Linked DNA regions of Mus musculus: all the other regions are linked to region 1. A link is a contact called in public HiChIP or PLAC-seq data. All regions are on one chromosome and are shown on one strand. Each heading gives the region's core, a stretch centred on a gene start, on an enhancer-like site or on the middle of the called end of the contact. The rest is flanking DNA. Distances are from core to core; before and after follow the strand shown.

What was found. HiChIP or PLAC-seq counts read pairs in DNA pulled down with a chosen protein or histone mark.
Region 2: a contact with region 1 is called in an HNF4G HiChIP or PLAC-seq map of pancreatic cancer cells. The contact joins two enhancer-like sites. A contact is called at or near these places in 3 of 39 promoter capture datasets (embryonic stem cells, hippocampal neurons and liver), 13 of 484 Hi-C or Micro-C datasets (CD4 T cells, embryonic stem cells, liver and 5 more), 5 of 115 datasets of contacts at active chromatin or transcription factors (effector CD8 T cells, embryonic stem cells, microglia and 1 more) and 3 of 9 other capture datasets (adipose tissue, liver and pancreatic islet).
Region 3: a contact with region 1 is called in an HNF4G HiChIP or PLAC-seq map of pancreatic cancer cells. The contact joins two enhancer-like sites. A contact is called at or near these places in 8 of 39 promoter capture datasets (3T3-L1-derived adipocytes, the C10 cell line, the HPC-7 cell line and 4 more), 3 of 484 Hi-C or Micro-C datasets (liver, nephron progenitors and pancreatic cancer cells), 8 of 115 datasets of contacts at active chromatin or transcription factors (CD8 T cells, bone marrow-derived macrophages, double positive thymocytes and 4 more) and 2 of 9 other capture datasets (adipose tissue and liver).

Annotation. Positions count from the first base shown.
Region 1 is chr13:37,782,239-37,786,805 of GRCm38.p6, reverse strand. It overlaps a transcript of Rreb1 not described here. Among named protein-coding and RNA genes, the nearest start is that of Gm46411, 15 kb to the left of the region's middle. Within about 2 kb of position 2,370, at least 82 of the 459 cell types and tissues checked have an H3K27ac peak or open chromatin away from gene starts, as enhancers often do. A contact at or near this core is called in bone marrow-derived macrophages and pancreatic cancer cells, where this site is marked.
Region 2 is chr13:37,851,671-37,856,237 of GRCm38.p6, reverse strand. It overlaps a transcript of Rreb1 not described here. Among named protein-coding and RNA genes, the nearest start is that of Rreb1, 35 kb to the left of the region's middle. Within about 2 kb of position 2,112, at least 235 of the 459 cell types and tissues checked have an H3K27ac peak or open chromatin away from gene starts, as enhancers often do. A contact at or near this core is called in pancreatic cancer cells, where this site is marked.
Region 3 is chr13:37,713,643-37,718,209 of GRCm38.p6, reverse strand. Gm40918 (a long non-coding RNA gene) reads left to right here. Exons shown (of 3, transcript XR_873258.2): 2 at 567-657; 3 at 748-828. Among named protein-coding and RNA genes, the nearest start is that of Gm40918, 19 kb to the left of the region's middle. Within about 2 kb of position 2,264, at least 44 of the 459 cell types and tissues checked have an H3K27ac peak or open chromatin away from gene starts, as enhancers often do. A contact at or near this core is called in bone marrow-derived macrophages and pancreatic cancer cells, where this site is marked.

The DNA of each region.
Region 1 (4,567 bases), core at 1,121-3,620:
ACGACTGGCAAAGCAAGGGGGCACAGCTCTGGGACCCGGGCAAAGTAGCATAAGCTCTCCATTCACATTTCCTAAGGTTTCTTTTCAGTCACACCGTTTCACTGTGCAAACAGGCCTGTGTGGAGTGCTGCAGTTTGGGGGTTAAAAGCTGGAGGACTTCTTTAATTCAGAAACCAACCAACCATCCACCCTCAGATCTAAAAGGAAAACTAACATTAAGACAACGCTCTGCTCCCAAGCCCGTCTCAGCTCTCCCGTTTTAGAGGTCTGCAATGTGACCAGAGCAACTGCTTTTCCCTTTACTCTGGCAGTCCTGTTGAAACCCATAACTATCATGCACCGAGAAAGGCAAACATTATATAAATGCAGTATGAAATGGTCAACACACCCCATCAGGTACATGGTGGGATTGTCTAGTATCTGTGAAATCCCTGGTTTCACACCTAGCACCACTAAATGTATAGGTATACATACATGGACACACTTACACAAATGTATATGCATATACATATAAATGTATACATATATGTGTGTGTGTGTGAGACACACACATACACACTACACATAATAACAGAGACTCCCAAGTTAGTCCTTTAAAAAGCTGTTTATGCCTTCTGTCCTTACATATAGCTCAGTTGGCAGAGTGCTTGTCTATCACATGTCTATCATATCATATGTCTTTCAAACAATGCCCAGCTCTGCAGCTCCCCAATATTTTGGTACACACTTCTGACCCTAGCACTCAGGAGGCAGAGGTAGGAGGAGCCAATGTTCAAGGTAACCATATAAATGAGATAATTTCAAGTTGAGAGATGGCTGGGAGGAATGAAACCCATCTGAAGTCCTATGTTTCTACACTATTATAGTATAGAGGATTTAGAAAGAGATGCTACATCTGTTTCTAAACTGGTTCTACTAAGTCAAACTTGGGTAGAAAGGAACCAGGATTGTGAGGATGCAGGTACACATCCCCACCAAAGCTCTTGGTCCCAAGCTCTTGGTGACACTGTATATTATCTATGCCTGATTTGGATGCTATCAGAAAGAAAGAAAGAAAGAAAGAAAGAAAGAAAGAAAGAAAGAAAGAAAGAAAGAAAGAAAGAAAGAAAGAAAGAGAGAAAGAGAGAAAGAGAGAGAGAGAGAGAGAGAGAGAGAGAGAAAGAGAGAAAGAAAAGAAAAAAGAAAAGAAGAAAGAAAGAGAGAAAATCTATTGCTAATCCAAACTCATCAGGAAATCCTGGCTTTGTAAAGTGGAGTCCTCTGAATTTAGAGACGTGAATACGGCAGATATTATTTGAAGTGTTCTGTTTTAGTTCCAACACTGATATTGTTCAAAAATTCTCTTCTCTGGGCCTTCTAACATGCTAGGTTTAAAAAGCTGCCAAACTGGTTTTAACACATCTTTTTAAGGCTGATAAACAAAAGGCAGTTTTGAGTAAAATCAGCCAATTCCATGAGTTTCGTAAGTCCAGCAGTACATTGAGGTGGACAGGCATGGAATAAACTATACACGCCGCCAGCTACCACAGCTGTGGGAGGGCATTTCTCCTTTGGAGAAATACAAACCAAAAACTTCTTTAGACCTGAAGCTGACCTGTTGGAAGGATGGCCTTCGAATCTGTTTTGTGGGCATCATGGATTGCGGCTATGGGAAAACAGTAAGTAATTATGAAAATAGTCTGGCATTTAAAAATGTGCTATTGGGCTGGAGAGATCGATTAGTGGTTAAGAGTGCTTACTGGTCTCCCAGAGAAGCAGAGATCCATTCGGCTCATAACTACCTGTAACTCTAGCTCCAGGGGACCTGATATCTCTAGCCTCCACGGGTACCCAGACTCATGTGCACACAGCAAAGCCCTACATACACAGAGCAGGGTGGAGTGTGAGGTGACAATTCTGCCACTTACAACCCTCACTGTCTGTTTTAAACAGGAGCTTTCGTCTGCTCCCTCACCAGGCATGCCACACTGTAGACACCAGAGCTGTTCTCTTTATACTGTATAAACAAAAGAAGAGCCAGCGATCAGTTTGTAGTTGGATAATGGCTACTGGCCTGATTGAAAGTTAGCTGTGACAAAATGTCTGACTGGTGTTCAGCAGAGCACACATTTCTTTTGTGACAATAAGAAATAGACTTGTCTGTAGGAGGTTATTTCTCACACCCACGGCCATCGCCTTTTAGAATCTTTCTCCAAACTTCTGGCAATGTATCTCTGCCTTTAAGCTGGTGCTTACAGCCTGTGGCTTGCCTCACCTCACCTTAGACAGACAGAGCTGCCTTGAGACATCAGCCAAACAGTCTACTCCCGAGGATACTGCCAATTGCCACACCCTAGGTCTGTGAATCCAAGGGTACAGGAAGTGGTCTGCCCAAGCTGGGCTATTGCATCATTCCCACCGGCTTCCATGTACACAGTTTGAGTCACTCCCTACCACACCGGACTCAGAAACGCCACCTCCTTCCAACTCAGCCGGACAGAGGTCTTGAGGCACACATCCCATCCTCTCTTCCAGACCACTGCTAAATTTGGAAGGCGGCAGGTCACTGGGATAAAAACAACTCTGAGCGCTGTCTGTCACGGGCTGTCCATTCAATGCCCAAACGGAGGACACGTTTGAGATGTACGCATGGAAAGCTAGAACTTTCTTGGTCTCCTTAGGAGAGTCACAAGACCCTTGGGGATATCTCCAGCTGTACCGTAAACTGGCAAAGATGGAAGTTATTCCAAGGGACCCACACCAGGATGTCCTAAAAGGGCATCTGAAAGCATGGACTGCTGATCTTGGGATGATTTGATGCTGCACCAAGGGGTGGGGCTCCTTAATCTGATGAGGCAGGTTAGAAGCCACTGAGCTCAAGCACTTTGGTTAGAACAGTGCTGAGCCATCATTTGGGCTCTGCGAAAAAGCCCCAGAAATGACTAATTTGTGGTCTATGAGGAGGGAGATTTTCCAGATTGTACTGAGGCACATTTTAACTGAGAACGCTCCCCTAACACTGGTCTTCTGCCAACTGGTTCGAACTCAGGTGCTTGGTTACACCTGGGACGTGCCATTACTTCCAGTGAGTGATGCACAGGCCCGTGAGTCACCCATTCCCCTAAATCGCTTACACCCAGGTTCTAACATGACCTCGGACACAACTTTCTCAAAAGAACATTTGTCAGTTTGCCTCGAACGCAGGCTTCCTGTGGATCATCCTACCACTCAAAGCATCTGGAGATACAGCATCAGGTACCGTGACTTTTGAGTCCTGCCCATAACCTTCCATAAAAGACAGTCATTTTCTGTTTTAATATTATTTATGTGTGTGCATGTGTGTGTGTGTGGGGGGGGGGTTGCCTGTGGAGGCCAGAAGAGAGTATCAGATCCCCTGGGGCTGAAATTATGCACAGTTGTATGCTACCCAGTATGGATGCTGGGACCCATACCCAGGTCCTCTGAGAGCAGGAAGCACTCTTAGCCAAGGAGCCATTTCTCCAGCCCCTCTTTTATCTTTATAAAAATCATTTTGTGAGGGTCTTGCATACTCTAAGCAAGTACCCCAGTGAGTTACATCCCCACTCCTGTTTCCTTTAACAAAAGTATTGTCCCCTTGGGTCCCTGCCATCACCACTCATGGTCCTTCAACTCCTACTGCCACCCAAGGCTGATCTCCTCCAAATCTAACTTTGATCTCCTATAGCCTACCAGGGCCCACTCCAGACCACTGCAATAACATGAGCAGAATAAAAAAGTGAGCCACACAGAATTCCTTGGGTTTCCCTCTGCACATTCGGCTATGTTTAATGTGCTGGAGTCTATTAAGTATGCAACATCATGTCACACACACACACACATACACACACACACACACACACACACAGAGAGAGAGAGAGAGAGAGAGAGAGAGAGAGAGAGTTTCTCTGCGTAGTCCTTCCTGTTTGGGGGGCTCTAAGGGCATGCACCACTACCAGGCCATACATCTATTTTATGGCTAAAACTTGCTAACAGTTATCTGAGCTGTTGAAAAATGGACTTGTTTGATTCAGAGTTGGACAAACCCTCCATAAAACAGTATCTACCAAGCATAGAATGAGGTATGCCTGTATTTGCCCTGCTTTAAACTCTCTCGTAATCCTCTGTTATCTGCAGACAAAGTCCCAGGACCCAACCATTCCTTGTCCCTGGTTGGTCTGGCCTAATCTTTTCACTGAAATGACAAATTTCATATCCGATCTATCTCTTCCAGCAAAGCTGCTCAATTCAGATTCCTGGGGTGCGCTCTGCAACTTTCCGGCTCTTGACTCCCAGGCTTAGAGCACGAGGAATGCTTTTTCCTTTCTAGCTATAAAAGTCATGTCTATCCTTTAAAGCCCAAGTTTCAGTCATAAGACCATCCTCAGAACTACTTCCTGACAGGTGCCACCTGTCAGCCACCACACAAGAACATTCCCAGCACCCTAAAGCAACCAAGCCCGAGCAAGGGTGTGGGCTTTCTCCATCCCCTTCCGGGTACCTTCAGCAGCCGCCTCTGAGAAGGTGAGCTTGGCACTTGGCACGTCACAGTGCCCCACCCCTACCCAAC
Region 2 (4,567 bases), core at 863-3,362, 70 kb before region 1:
GTTAACAGTTTATTTCAGCCTAAGTAGATTTTATTCTAGCATCCCTTAACATCCATCATATTTACTATATATCATATTAAATCTGAACTTGCTGTTAATTGACACTGTATTTCTACATAATCCCTTTTCTCAAATAACCTCAGTTAATATAAAATGTCAATATACACACATCTAACACACATGGACTGTCACAAATAGGATGCTCTCAGGTGTTACTTTCTCTCTTCCCCATCCCCCTTGCTTAAAGAGCAGCAATAGAATCAGTCACCTTGGAAACCAACATCACCCAGTGTTTGTAGAACAAACAATGGTACCTTTTCAGCCAGTACCAGGCAGGCAGGGCAAGGGGCAGCCAGGCAGTTCTGGGCCTTACAGGAGTATTAACATATTAAATTCATTCAATGCACCAAAAAGTAGTTCATTACTAAAATTCAAGTGCTCACTATCATGTGAGCCTTTGATTAGACACCATACAGAAACTGAGATTTAAAGTTTAAAAAAAAACAAGAGACAAAAATAAAAACTTTTCATTATCTTTAGAATTGTTTTAGATACCTGTAAGAAATATAAAGCACATCTTGTTACTGAGGCTCACCCTCCAGAAAACAAGGAAGTTGCTTAAGGGGAGGAAAAAAAAAAAAAAAACCATGTTTCATCTAATTATTCCTACCAAGGCATCTTATTAGTCTTCAATATGCCAACATAATCGTTTTTCAAATGTGCCTTAACTGGCTTATGTAATTTCTAGTATTAGTAAACCTTCCTATAGTGACCTAAAATACCCCAGTTCCAGAAAAATTTTCGATAGCAATAATTACTTTTTTGACCTTGGGAGAGTACAGAGCTTTCAGTTGCTGAACCCTTACATAAATGAACCATTTGACTGGCTCAAGTTTTAGGAGAGATTTGACTACTTTTTTTTTTTTAAATCACAAATGAGCTGTGAATTAAAATGAAACACTGTCGTGTGCTCTTCAGACTCTCCAGCCTGAAATGTTTTAAATGTCCAATGAAAGTGCAGGTTCCTCCTTTTCCTGGGTGGGTTTTCCTTCCCACCAATTAAGAAAGAAGCCTCGGTCTAACTGAAGTATTTGGACAGCAGTTTGGTGTCAGTTAAATACCACAGTAACTGGCATTTTCTATCACCTCCAGACTAAGGGACAAATACCCACTCAACAGGGACCAGCACGAAGCTTAAACTGGAAAGAGTGCCAGGTTTTGTGTGTATGCAGTTTTTTTTTTCCTTCCCATGTATTTCTCCTCAAAGATTTGGATCTTCGACATCCTTTCATACAAATGTGCGAATGCCTTCTGACTGACTGGGATGTAAAACGCTAATTAATGAACGCTTTTTCTGAAGCCAGTCGATCAGTTAACATGACCACCCTCCCCGACTGGAGGCACAAGGAAAAGGGGTGGGGTGGGTTGGCTAAACGGTTAGACAGGGTGCCCTCGAAAACGAAAAGGAACCCTGGATGTAATGACTGACATGCCGACAACTTAAAGATACTTTAAAATAGGCCACAGCACTGAGCACCAGGCAGTCACCCTGAGCACAGTGGCTTCAGCTCTGGGCAGAGAGAGGAAGAGGAGGAGTCAGGCCAGGGCCAAGTGACTTCTCCAATCCTCTTCTTCCAGCACTGCAAAGAAAAAGAAAAAGAAAAAAAAAAAAAAGGCACAAGAGGGGGGGGGGCTTCAGAACCACACTTTACAACTGCATCTTCCCACAGTCATTTTTACCACGACGAGGACTACCTGAAGTAATTTGAGCAGCTGACTCCATTGTTGGGCCAGAAAAGCCAGTTTCAATTCCTTAGAAAAAAACCAACCAAACCCTCGGCATTTGGCTTCGTAAGTTTTACTTGCCTATGCATTGGGGCATCTAAACACACGTGCACGCGCACCCTACTCGAGTTACCGTGCAGAACCAAGAGCCAAGCAACTTCTGGACCGCACAGACAGCGGCAGTTACAGCCTTCAGACCCTTCAGCCCGGCTCCTTGGATTCCAACTCCCTACCCAGGTCCTCCCGGCACCCCGGGGGGTGGGGAGGAAGTGTCTAGGCGAGCAGAACATTCTCCTTGTTCCTCCGGCTCCTCCCAGCCCTTCTGGGAAAGCCTGGGGACAGGCAGGACTGCCCACCTCCAGACAGCCTATAAAGCAAAGGGTCAGCTGAGCACAGTTGGGGAAGGAGTCTCAGTACCCAGCCACTCCCATCTCCAGATCCAGGAAAGATGACCCTAAGGGCAGAGCTTCCTCCATCTTCTGCAAGAACATCTCAAAAGAGCAGACTTGGAGGGGAGGGGAGGGGAGGGGAAGGGAGGGGAGGGGAAGGGGGAGGGGAGAGGGGGGAGGGGAGGGGAGGGGAGGGGAGGGGAGGGGAGGGAAGGGGAGGGAAGGGGAGGGGAGGGAAGGGGAGGGAAGGGAGGAAGGGAAGGAAAGGGAAGGGAAGAAGGGAAGGGAAGAAGGGAAGGGAAAGGACCAGGTGTGTGGCGACCTCATCTTTTTAGCCTCCTCAGTATCTGTATCTAGTTTCTGTTTCACTACCACCGCACTGCACTTAAGAATCTGTGAGCCAGTGCATGCCTGCTTTCTAATGTAATTCTGAGGGCAACACACGTTTAGTGACAGACCTGAACAAGCCACATGGTACTACAACAAAGCCATTAGGCTTCAGAACTTAATCCATTTTAAATAAAGATATTTATGCTTTGTTTATAGATTCGTGTCTTTAGAGAATGTTATTTATTTTATGATCTGTTACACCTAAAAAAAAAAAACCACTTTCTTCTCAAGAAAGTAGGCCTGTTCAAGCTTGTGTGTGTGTGTGTGTGTGTGTGTGTGTGTGTGTTTCCATAACCCCTTTCTCCAATAACTTCTCTCTTACAAACAATGTGCCTATTTCTAATCACTGAGACCCAAAGTAAGCTACTGGAGGGGGTGGGGAGAGGAATTCCTAGGTGTTTAAGACTTCAAAACAAACTAAAACCCTAAGATATCAATCACAACCCATTTCTATCTTAAAAAAAAAACAACTGTAATTATACCTACAAAGGCGATGGAGGTCCTGCTGTGGAGATACCCTCCCACTTGAACCTCAGCCAGAACCAAACTTGCTCTGGAATTTCTAAACTAAGTTTGGAGGGTTTCCCCATGAGACCTTCATGAGGTCACTGTGCACCCTAGTGACTAGGCCTCTAGTTGGGCAGAGGAGCCTTCCTCACAGCTGAGTTTACCAGCACAGGTGCACTGTGTAGGCGGTCACAAGTTCTTCAACTGAGGTCTGGCAGACCCTCAGGTCACCTGCTACCTACCTCCTTTACAAGATCCACTTCCCCCAATTATCCCTGCCTGGATTTGACCATTTCTGGACCCGGTACTTTCTCAGGCTCATCTGATAAGTTCTTACTGTCAATTTTACTTTGCTAAGCTGCCACCTAAAGTTCCGAGAACAACATGGAAAGATTATAAAGGCTTGAAATAGAGACACATTAAATGTTTTGGAGCACATACAGACCCGCCTAAAATGTAAACAGCATACCTGCTTCCGGCCCAGACTCTTAGAAAATAGGACATGGTGGAATAGGGCCCATGTAATATAGTCTTCCTACAGATAGCAAAGGACATTTCCCTGAGATGGCCGTCACCTCTACCTGCGCCTTGGCGAGTTCATCAGCGCAGTAACTTGGCCCTCAATGGTGAGGACAGAAGGCATCCCATTGTAAAAAGAGGAAAATACAACCAGAGGAGAGTGGAGATGAGGTTCCTAAGGACGGGCTCCTTCCTTCTGTTCCTCTACCTTAAAGCAACTGGCACTTTTCCTTTATGTGAAAAGATAATGATTTCTCTCCTCCCACAGATTAATATGCACTGTTAGACAGGGGGTGAGGTGGGGGCGGGGGAGGAGTGGTGAGGGGCATCGTTTTGTTGCCTAACAATATGGTTCAAGATATATAGTCTGTCCACTTCAGGGATGAGAAAAACTAAAGCTAAACATAATTAAGGCAGATGAATTTGGGTTAAGGGCTCCTAACTCACAAGCCCAGGGTTCATGTTAACAGACCATGGTGGATAATTAAAAGGGCCTTTTGGAGGAATGAAGGTAGGCAAGGATGCTTGGACAACCTGGCAGATTGAATTCACTCCCCTGACTCAATTCTTTGTTCTGAAGGACTGTGATCTAAGGGCTGTCCTGGACATTGCTCAGGGAATGTCACTCTCCTGACCCACCTGTGTGAACAGAACCCATCCCCCTAACTTCTCAGAGAATGGCCCTCAGCTGCGCACCACTCCGAGGCCATTCCTAGGCTGAGTTGAGGGATCCCATTTACAGTTCAGAGCTGACCTCATGGCTATTTCTCCTGACGTTAGTCCTTAGCGTGATTCATACACAGGAACTGTCTCTGGGCAGGAGCCTCTGGGGAACTGTTTCAAGGGGGCCACTTAATTATCTCTTCAGTAAGTTATCTACCAGCTAAGTATATTCACATGTAAGTACTATTGGTCTGCATGTATATAAAGACTCTCCTACAACTAATGACAATAAATAAATGCCACTAAAATGCTAT
Region 3 (4,567 bases), core at 1,015-3,514, 68 kb after region 1:
GGTTTATTTGGTTCATGCTTTTGGTCACAACCCATCACTGAGGATCTAGAGCAGAAGCTAAAGTAGGGCTTGAAGCAGAAGGCATGTGAGAATGTTGCTTGCTAGCTGCCTCTCTAGCTGGTGTGCAGTCAGCTTTCTTCATCAGCCAAGACCCAACTATCTAGGGATGCTGCTGCCCACAGTGGTCTGGGCCCATCTGCATCAACCATCAATAAAGACAATCTCTCACAGACATGGCTTCATGCTAATCTGATTGAGGCAAGCCTTCAACCGAGGCTTCCTCTTTGTAGCTGATTCTAGGTTACATTTCACTAATGGTTGTGTCAATAAAAACCATGAGAATGGGCAACATTCTCAGATGGACTTCCTGGCTGTGATCAAATTCAGTGACTTTTCTCCTTACATGGTAGTCATTGAGACCTTATGGCTTGGAATAGTGTAGTCTCATAAGGGGACACCAATGACCTTTAAGGAGCTTAAATAAGGGGCTCAGCAGTCATAGTGACATAATAATCACCCAAAGAGCCCAGGACCAGAGGTAGTGGCTGCTCTCCTTTCTTTCACAGAGGAAGGAGAACTGTTGCAGGCGTGGGGGAAGCCTAAGCTCAGGAGGCTCAGGCTTAGCACTGGACGTTTTGGGCTATGCAGCCCTGTGTGGTGAGTCCTGTTCCTTGCATTTTTGCATGTTCACAGCCTTTTTGACCTCTACTCACTGAGTTCTAATATTAGCAAATCTTCCCCCAACAGGTTTTGCCCATGAAAAATGTCAACACATATCGCCAAATATACCCCGAGGAACAAAATTACTTCAGGTGGAGCATTAGTATCACCAGGAGATCAGAAGTCTAGACACCGAAGTCGGGGGTGGGGGTAGGGGTGGGGTCATGGGAGGGTGGTGGTGGTGGAGGGGGTATCCATTCAGTTGCCCTCAAATGGTCCAAACCTGAGTGGAACTCTAAGCTGGAGGCTAGAAGTACCATAGGCTTCATCTTGAAAGTCTCCTGAGGAGAGCCAAAGTCAGTTACTGGTGAGTAGAAGCAGGAGCAGGAAGCAGGAGCAGGAAGCAGGGTGCCCGAGGGTGGTATTCCACATCAGGTGTTACTGGGTGGCCTATCTATGGGTGTCATTTACAACACACACCATCTGGCAGCTTCACCTCTTAACTAGTCTTGCTAAGAACATGGTGAACTCTTAAAGTCCTCATTTAAAAATGCTCCACAAACAAAAAGCTCAGGGCCTTGGGGGCAAAGCCTTGGCCTTTTTGTTTGCAGATCTGTTTGAGACAGAGGGTTTCATGTGCAATTCAGGAGCACAGGTGCCTTCTGCAGAAGGCTGGCTTAACAAGACCCACCTGCTATGACAGGGCACCAAGGCTAGAGTCTGGGAGACTGGGTAAAAGGTAACAGAAATAGTAAGGGCCTGGGTCTAAGATGGAATGGTTGCTGGAGAGGGGAGGAGACAATTAGACAATGTAGCCAGTTGGTCTTGGGTGTGTGTGAGGAAGAGGAAGTTGGGAAGAGCCCAGGCTGTCTGGTTGTTTGAGCATCACGTTTTGGTAGGTGCCCAGGATGAAGAGGATAAGAGTGGTGAATTTGGGTAGCTAGTTGGGACAATGAAGGAAATGACTGCAGTGTTGGATCCGGGAGCCTAGGATCCAGAGGCAGGTCTGGAGATAAGGTTTATGAGTCATGCTATGCAGGTAGCAGTTGAAGCTGTGGGTGGGATAGCCCAGGGGACTGTGTGTAAGGAGACAGGCTGGAGAGGGTAGGTGAAGACCTGAGAAACCACAGCTGCTTTCCGTTCCGATTCAAATCCTACTCAAGTCCTTTGTCCCATGATCCTCATCCAAACCCACAGCCCACATCGATTGCGTCATCCTTCACTCCTCCCAGGAATCTGAGTTTCTTGTCATGTTCCACCTAACGTGGGACCGCACTGAGTTGTCTTGGGGCCAACAAAGGTATTTTTTGTTCTTTGCTGCTAGGGTTTGCTTTTTGCCTTTGAAACCTGTTGCTAGGTCTAATGAAAGCATGGCTCTCATTTGGGGTGGGGGTGGGGGGGTCTCATTTCTGCTTCCTCCAAATCAGTTAGCCCTGGGCACAAATCCTCCCTATGTGTGTTTTGATGGGCCCCCTGCTACAGGAGCTTCATTAAAGATTCTGGTTCGGTGAACGTTTTGATTAGAGGACAAAGCTCAGGTCCCCTAGAAAGAGTTCACAATCCATTTCCTCCTTGCCAACACTGGGGCTCAGGGCTGACTCAGTAAGTCAATATGTCTCGGGTCTGCTTGGTGGATCCCAAACCCCGTTTCGGAGAGCAATCTGGAAGGAGAGATAGTCGTCTGTGCCCTTACTTTTAAGCAGATGGCCAGTGGTTTATTTTTTACTACAAATTAGTTAGACGGTGATGCTGGACAGTAGAGCATGGGAATCATTGTTTATTTTGGGAAAAAAATTAAGATTCCATTAATCCAGCTGTAATGGGGGATCAGTACTGGAAAGACTGGTTAGGGACCTTCATGAGCCAGGTTGCTGGAAGGAAGGATGGCTCAGAAGCACTGCTCAGTGCTTTCTCTGCTAACTGGGGTTATCTGCCAGCGAAGGTGCAGCTGATCCCTGGGACATTTGCACCAGGCAGTTTCTGAACTTTAACCTACTGTCGCAATCAGGATTCTGTGTGCGTATGTGGGAGTCACAGGATCTGGGCCCCCAAGCAGGGGTTACTAGACTACAGGCATGCTCTGACTGTACCTGGCCCAGGCTGCAAAGGGTGCCATGGCCTGTGGGTTAGTTCTTGTGTATAAACAGGGGCTGGGCATCCAGTGAGACACCGTGACTCCTGGAGAAGGCAGTGTGATTCAGAGAGCTTGGTCTCTCCACGGGGGCTCCCCTCTGCTCCAGGGGCAGAGGTTGACAGTGTTTGTGACAACGATTGGGTCGTCCTATTGTTTGCTCATCTGGCTGTGTGCTCTGAGTGTGCACTCTTGGTTGTTTGTTTTTTCCTCCAGAGATTTTAGATGATTTTCCTTCCTGCCCAAGCTGTCTGTGGACCGACAGTGTGAATCACAAGGTGATTGCCCTGCATTCACCATGCAGAGCACCCAGACGTGTTTCAGCTGAACAAGTGCTGGGAGTTCCAGCTTTGCAAAGTCAGGGCTGATACTTGCTTGGCACTGGCAGGCGTTTCCACCCTTTGCTTCTGCCCAGAGTTCTCCTTTTTCTCTGCACTACCCCTCTGTCGTGCTTGCCACCATCCTTCCTCCTCCTCTGGATTCTTTAGCCCAAGGATGCACAGTGGCTTTCTTTGAACTGACTGAAGTTTTCCATGCTGCAAGTTAGGAGGATATTTGTCCCTAGCCTACATACCCAAACTCATTTCAGCCTTTCTGTATCCTTTTAGGTTTAAAGGCATCTCAGGAAGCAGATGAGCAACTCCATTTAGGACAGTGCCATTACTACTAGTAGACCCTACTCTGTCTCTTGTTACTTCTTCATATATGTGACATTTGTAACAGTGGGTAATGTAATCTCACTTTTTTTTTTTTTAATTTCACTTTGGCAAGAGGCACAGTGGGGTGAGAAGAAAAGTGTACTAAGTGGGCCTTCCCCATCTTTACTTTGGATATGAAGCCTCAGGACAGAGGTTAAGTGGACTTCGGATGGGAGAGGGTTGTAGGAGTGGGAAACAGAGGCAGAGGAAGGGCAGCTTGGCCTTTGCAGGCTTGGAATTCTTCATCTTTCCATCCCACTGGTGGAGTAACTGGAGAACTACTTTCTCTTCCCTGTAGACCAGAGGGACCTGATGGGTAGCCCAGAGGATATGGCCAGCTGTTGGCTGCTGGAAACTAAATGAGAGGACAGTCCAGATGCAGTTGCCATATTGGCAGTGACTCTGTCCTTTCCCTCTTTGGAGGTGGGGTGAAGGCTGTGAGGGTGTCCCACAGTCCCAAGAAGGCCCAGGGCAAATTCAGGAGGAGAAGAGTAGTGGACTCAGGTCAGGAAGACTCGGGCAGGAAGAGGAGAAAGCTATGAATATGAAGAGTTCCTCTGAGGGCCAAGGTTGAGAAAGAATTTAGGTTGCCAAGAATTGTGGCACATGCCATTACTCCTCCTCCTCCTCCTACTATTACTACTAAGATTATTATTTATTACTACAAAAGCATCAAGTGCTCCTTTTATTTATTTTATGTGTATGAATACACTGTAGCTGTCTTCAGGCACACCAGAAGAGGGCATCCCATTACAGATGGTTGTGTGCCACCATGTGGGTGCTGGGAATTGAACTCCGGATCTCGGGAAGAGCAAGTCAGTGCTCTAAACCGTTAAGCCATCTCTCCAGCCCGCATCAAGTGCTCTTGACTACAGAGTCATCTTTCTAGTTCAGTGTTTGCTTTTAATTTGGGAGGCAGAAGCACATGGATCTCTGGGAGTTGGAGGCCATCCTGGTCTTCATGTCAAGTTCCAGACCAGCCAGGGCCTTGCATCAACAAAATAACAATAATAATTTAAAAAAAAAAAGATAAAAGAAAGGCTTTCGGATCAGAGATGGGTTAGAGGTCAAGGGTCAC